Linked DNA regions of Mus musculus: region 1 is linked to region 2. A link is a contact called in public promoter capture Hi-C data. All regions are on one chromosome and are shown on one strand. Each heading gives the region's core, a stretch centred on a gene start, on an enhancer-like site or on the middle of the called end of the contact. The rest is flanking DNA. Distances are from core to core; before and after follow the strand shown. Region 1 overlaps Gm46038 (a long non-coding RNA gene). Region 2 has its middle 74 kb from the start of Gm29243.

The links. Promoter capture Hi-C pulls out the DNA fragments that hold promoters and counts their contacts.
Region 1: a contact with region 2 is called in a promoter capture Hi-C map of hippocampal neurons, with 2.5 times the contacts expected there. The contact joins two enhancer-like sites. A contact is called at or near these places in 4 of 39 promoter capture datasets (the 3T3-L1 cell line, hippocampal neurons and stem cell-derived epiblast-like cells), 9 of 484 Hi-C or Micro-C datasets (the AML12 cell line, the C2C12 cell line, the HL-1 cell line and 4 more) and 1 of 115 datasets of contacts at active chromatin or transcription factors (pancreatic cancer cells).

The regions. Positions count from the first base shown.
Region 1 is chr8:34,479,298-34,481,997 of GRCm38.p6, reverse strand. The region is part of intron 2 of Gm46038 (a long non-coding RNA gene); the gene reads right to left. Among named protein-coding and RNA genes, the nearest start is that of Gm39160, 7.6 kb to the right of the region's middle. Within about 2 kb of position 1,372, at least 24 of the 459 cell types and tissues checked have an H3K27ac peak or open chromatin away from gene starts, as enhancers often do. A contact at or near this core is called in hippocampal neurons, where this site is marked.
Region 2 is chr8:34,289,533-34,292,232 of GRCm38.p6, reverse strand. No RefSeq gene overlaps it. Among named protein-coding and RNA genes, the nearest start is that of Gm29243, 74 kb to the right of the region's middle. Within about 2 kb of position 1,427, at least 2 of the 459 cell types and tissues checked have an H3K27ac peak or open chromatin away from gene starts, as enhancers often do. A contact at or near this core is called in hippocampal neurons, where this site is marked.

The DNA of each region.
Region 1 (2,700 bases), core at 123-2,622, 190 kb before region 2:
AGAGAGGTCTTGGAGAGTATGAATGGAGATTGGCAGCAGTTAGGGTGGGGGAGGCGAGCATCTCAAGGACATGCGAGATGGGGGGACGCTCCAGGGGGTCTATGAGGGTGACTAATTGAAGCTCCCAGCAGTGGGGGATATGGAGCCTGAAGTGGCCACCTCCTGTAGCTAAGCAAGACCCCTACTGGAGGGATAAGGACACCATCCCAAAATGTGCCCTGCCTACAAGAAATGCAGGGACAAAGATAGAGCAGAGACTGTAGGAACAGCCAACCAATGACTGGCCCAACTAGAAACCCATCCCATGGACAAGAACCAATCCCTGACACTATTAATATTATGCAGTAGGAACTGATTGCAGAAGGGTATGGATTCTTAACATGATTTCTTACCACTAATACCTACCCTGTTACCAAATACTGATTCTCCACAGGGTGGGATAGTACTCAGAAGCAAATGAGCATCGTGAGAGGACCTCCCATGCCCTACATCTATTGTCCACGGTGTCGCTGGCCAGTCTCCTAGATTCTGGAGACTTTTGCTTAAGATCTTGTGTCTAGGATCTGAAGTTGAGAGCAGGTTGTTTAAAACCCTCTCTAAGTTTGTTTTCCATACATGAAAAATGAGAGGTTCAGAAAAGCCGTGGCCCCAGGGTGCTCATGTGCTAGGGCAACAAGATCCAAAACTGCCAGTCTTTCTTTCTGCTGGGGTGGGACTACCTGTTCCAGGACCCAAGTCAGAACCCTTTCCCATCTGAGTTTCAGATCATTCTTTCCCTTCTTCCTACCCCTCAGTGAGGGAAGCCCTTTGCTGCTAACATTTATTCCTAACATTTATCTTTGTCACATGAAATGATGCAACACCTTAGTTAAGACTTATTGTCCTTCCTAAAGTTTTATTTATGTTTTAGTTCTCTTTAAAGAGCAATTGGAAAGGATCTTAGGAAAAGGGTCTAATACACCAGATATTTAATAATGAGCTCACAGCAGAACCACCCCTTCAATGCTCTACCTGACCCCCCTTTTTGCTTAAAGGCTGATCTAGTCTATAGACTGACAATTGAAGAAAATCTACACGAAACACACTCAATAAACATATTGGACCAACCTTGGCATGCTTACTTCCTGGGCAAATGCCCCACAGTTTGGAGACATTCAAGGACATCCCCACTCCGCAACCAGGCTCACTTTTCCTTATTAAAGAGGAACAAGCAACCTCCCTGTGTGTGTTACCTGCAGGTAAAGCCATGCCTCCATCCCAGCATTCCCAGGGAACAGGAGAGAGGCTGGGATCCACCCCCACTATGCTATGTTTGGAGGCAGTAGTCAGATGGGGAGGAAGTCACGAAGGAACGTCTGAATCAGATGGTATTTCACCCACCACACAGCCTGGGTGACTTGTGTTCTCATCCACACAAGTCAAACAGTCCTCCAGGCTTGCTAAAAGCGACCCAAAGAGGCTTGGGGTGACAGGGACATCCAGTCAGCATTGAAGATAGGGGAGGTGGGATGGGAGGGTGGAGAAAAGGCAGGGCATACTGTTGGTAGGGGAAAGACAATGAATTCAACAGGTTTTCCTCTCAAGGTTAGAAGGGGACAGATGGAGAGGGTAGAGGTAACTTTCATTTGGAACCCCACCCCCACTCCTTTCTTCCCTAGGATTCTCCACTTCCAGATCCCCTGCCCAATCACAGATTCCTCTCCAATGCCTGCAACCCGAGTGTGATGGTTTGTATATCCTTGGACCAGGGAGTGGCACCATCTGAAGGTGTGGCCTTGTTGGAATAGGTGTGACCTGGTTGGAATGGGTGTGTCACTGTGGGTATGGGTATAAGATCCTCACCCTAGTTGCCTGGATGTCAGTCTTCCACTAGCAGCCTTTGGATGAAGACATAGAACTCTCAGCTCCTCCTACGCCATGCCTGCCTGGATACTGCCATGCTCCCACCTTGATGATAATGGACTGAACCTCTGAACATGTAAGCCAGTCCCAATTAAATGTTGTTTTTTATAAGACTTGCCTTGGTCATGGTGTCTGTTCACAGCAGTAAAACCCTAACTAAGACACCAAGAAAGCAATTTCTGATAGGCCCATATAGGAACCAAGGTGAAGGAATTTTGATATCTGGGTTTCTGTGTACCACCTAGCTGAAGGTATCTCTGAGTTAGCTATTCCTTATATGGCTTTATGTCCCAGCCTGCACTGGGAACATACCAATCTCTTGATAAGGATCTTTTGATTCGAATGGCTCACCCAGGATTAGGAACTAAGGAAGTGCTAACATGGAACCTCCCTTGAAGAATTCCATGGATTATTACCATCAGAATCTTCATGCCTGGGACAGATGAAAACCTACCCCAGAAGTTCGTCTGAGAACCCCACAGGCAGGCACTCCAAGCTACTGGGGGAAAAGCTTGTTCTATTATTATCAGAGTCTAATAATTCTTAGATGGCTGTTATAGCTGACTCCCCAACTATGTGATGTGGTTACCCCACATAGAGTGGACCCCCCTGGACGGTCAGCAGACTTACTCTATTAAGAGGCAGCCCAAAGCAAGTGGAGAGTATATGGAGAGGAGGGGTTGAAGGGAGGAAAAGGAAGTGGGGAATGTTGTAATTATATTCTAACTTCAAAAGATTAAAAAAGACACAGCTTTTTTAACTTTCTTTGGACTCAAATTTTTGTTTTGGTATTTCTCT
Region 2 (2,700 bases), core at 178-2,677:
CTGACTGATGCAGGAGTATTGAAAGTTCAAAGCCAGTCTGGGCTACATGGTGAGACCCTGTCAAAGGTAGAACTAAGGACGTTCCCAACGCCAGCAGCCTTACCTTTATGTATAGTACCCCTCAATTTCTCCACCTCATACAAATGGGGGTATCTAATACATGGGGCAAAAAATTCTCTCTTTTTTTCATGGTAGGTTAGGTTATCTTAGATTTCCATGGCTATGGTAAAGGTCATGATCAATACTGGGCGCACGCCTTTGATCCCAACACTCAGAAGGCAGAGGCAGGCAGATCTCGGAATTCCAGGTCAGCCTGATCTGCAGAACAAGTTTCAGAACAGCCAGGGCTACACAGGGAAACCCTGTCCCAAAAAGAACAAAAACAAACAAGAGATCATGATCAAAAGCAACTTGGGGAGGAATGGGTTTATTTCATTTTACAGCTGTAGTCTTCCTGAAGGGAAGTCAGGGTAGGACCAGCAGGCAGGAAGTGAAGCAAAAGCCAGAAGAAATGTTCCTTACTGGTTGCTTACTGCTTAGGCTTGCTCATCCTAGGCGAGTTTGGTTTGGCTTCTTACATGCCCTAGGACTACCCATCCGGGGCGCCACCATCCACAGTGATCTGCAGCCTCCCACATCAATTACTAATTAAAAAAAAAAAAATCCCCTGCAGACTTGCCTATAGGCAACTTCATAGAGGCATTTCCTCACTGAGGTTCCTCCTCCTTGATAACACTAGCTTGTATCAAGTTGACTAAAGAAGAATATACATATACATCATATACATATATATCATATACATATATATCATATACATATACATATACATATACATATACATATACATATACATATACATATACATATACATATACATATACATATACATATACATATACATATACATATACATATACATATGGATGTCTCTTAAAATAGTTTATTAATTTCATTCTCTAATGTTAAAAGTCTATAAATTATTAATTTCATTCTCTAATGTTAAAAGTCTATAAATGCAGTAATCTATCTGTCTCAACCTACAACCTATTGTACCAACAGAGTAATTACTGAAGAGTCTACTTCAAATATCATGGACCTCAATCTAACACAAATACTTACTATGTTGCAACTTGTTTTCTAGTTTAGTATGTGAACCTCTCTCTCTCTCTCTCTCTCTCTCTCCCTCCCTTCCTCCCTCCCTCCCTCCCTCTCCGTGTGTGTGTGTGTGTGTGTGTGTGTGTGTGTGTGTGTGTGTGTGTGTATGTATGCATGTATACTAACATTCCTTGATAAATGCTTCCTGTGGGTGGACATTTAGGCTTCTGTAATGTCTCCTTATTGTTCTTCTTGCTATTAGGAAGCAGCCGGGAACAGCCTGTACATCTGGCTTTGGAAATGTGTGCACATTTGTCTACAAAATAAATTTAGAAAAGCAGAAATGGTGAGTCAAAGAATCGAACATTTTAAATCGTTACAACATTAATTGTGTTGTGCCATACTTTGCCAAATTAATTTTAAATGCTCATGCCTTTGTGTCCTCCCAGGAGAAACAGTGCACAGGGTATTGGTAAGGATCTTAGCCAAATGTGGACCGGGGATGGGGGGTGGGAGGGGGTAGAAATCATCAAATTTTAATCTTTGCCAATCCCATGGGAGTCAAAATAAGTGAGTCCCTGAATTTTCTTTAACTATCAGTGAGCATGATCCTTGTTTATGAACAAAACATGCTTTCTATACATGGCCTCCTTCTCTGTCCTTTCTTTAAGTGGCCTCCCTCTCTGTCCCCTCTTTACCTGGCCTTGTTACAAATGTTGCCATATTTTCTTCCCGGACCATCTTACCTCTGGTTTCAAGCATTTTTTTTTTTTTTTTTTTTTTTTTGGCTGTAAGCAAACCTGCTCTCCTTCCCTTTACTGTTCTAATTCTCACTCTGTGCTCTACAGAGCTGTACCTGGTTCTAAGATTTTTCTTAGTTCCTGAGAGTTTTGCTCTCATGCTTTTATAGATCCACATTTTTTTACATTGAAACATTTGATCCTTCTGGGATTTATTTGGTGCAAGGAAACAGGAATCAAAGCTTTCCCGGGTGAGGCAGTTACTCACACCAGGAAAACACTCTGAGTACAACCAAAACCTCGATGGCGCATGGAAAGCAAGTGATCGCTGTATCAAGGCTAGGCAGTTCGCCGCCATGTTCACCATCTCCCTCAGCCTCCACTATCTGGCTGCCTCATGCCCTCAGCCTCCACCATCCGGCTGCCTCATGATGACCTCATGGTCTGTGCAGCTGACTGAGTCAAGCCTCAGTTTACCTCGCAAGTGTGCCGACATCGATCAACTGAATGCATCTTCATTATTTTCCTACTTTAGGAATTCTTAACTTTTTAGAAATACTGATCGCATATATGATATATGTTTCTATCCTTGTTCTTGCTCTTTTGCCCCAGCCTGAGTCAATGCCAATGTCTCTTACTGCCCTGCTTCCTATCAAAGCATCTCATTACCCACTCATTTACAAGCACATAGCACGGCCTTGATGCAATCCACAAAAAGAACATTGGAATATGTTCTTATATGTGTCTGTCATGAATTCAGCTGTTTGTCCCTGCATTAGATGTTTCCTTGCCTGTGTCACCACGTTAAGAGTTCTTCTGACTCCTCCCCTGAGAGATGAGTTGACATCAGAAGGTTGTCGACAAA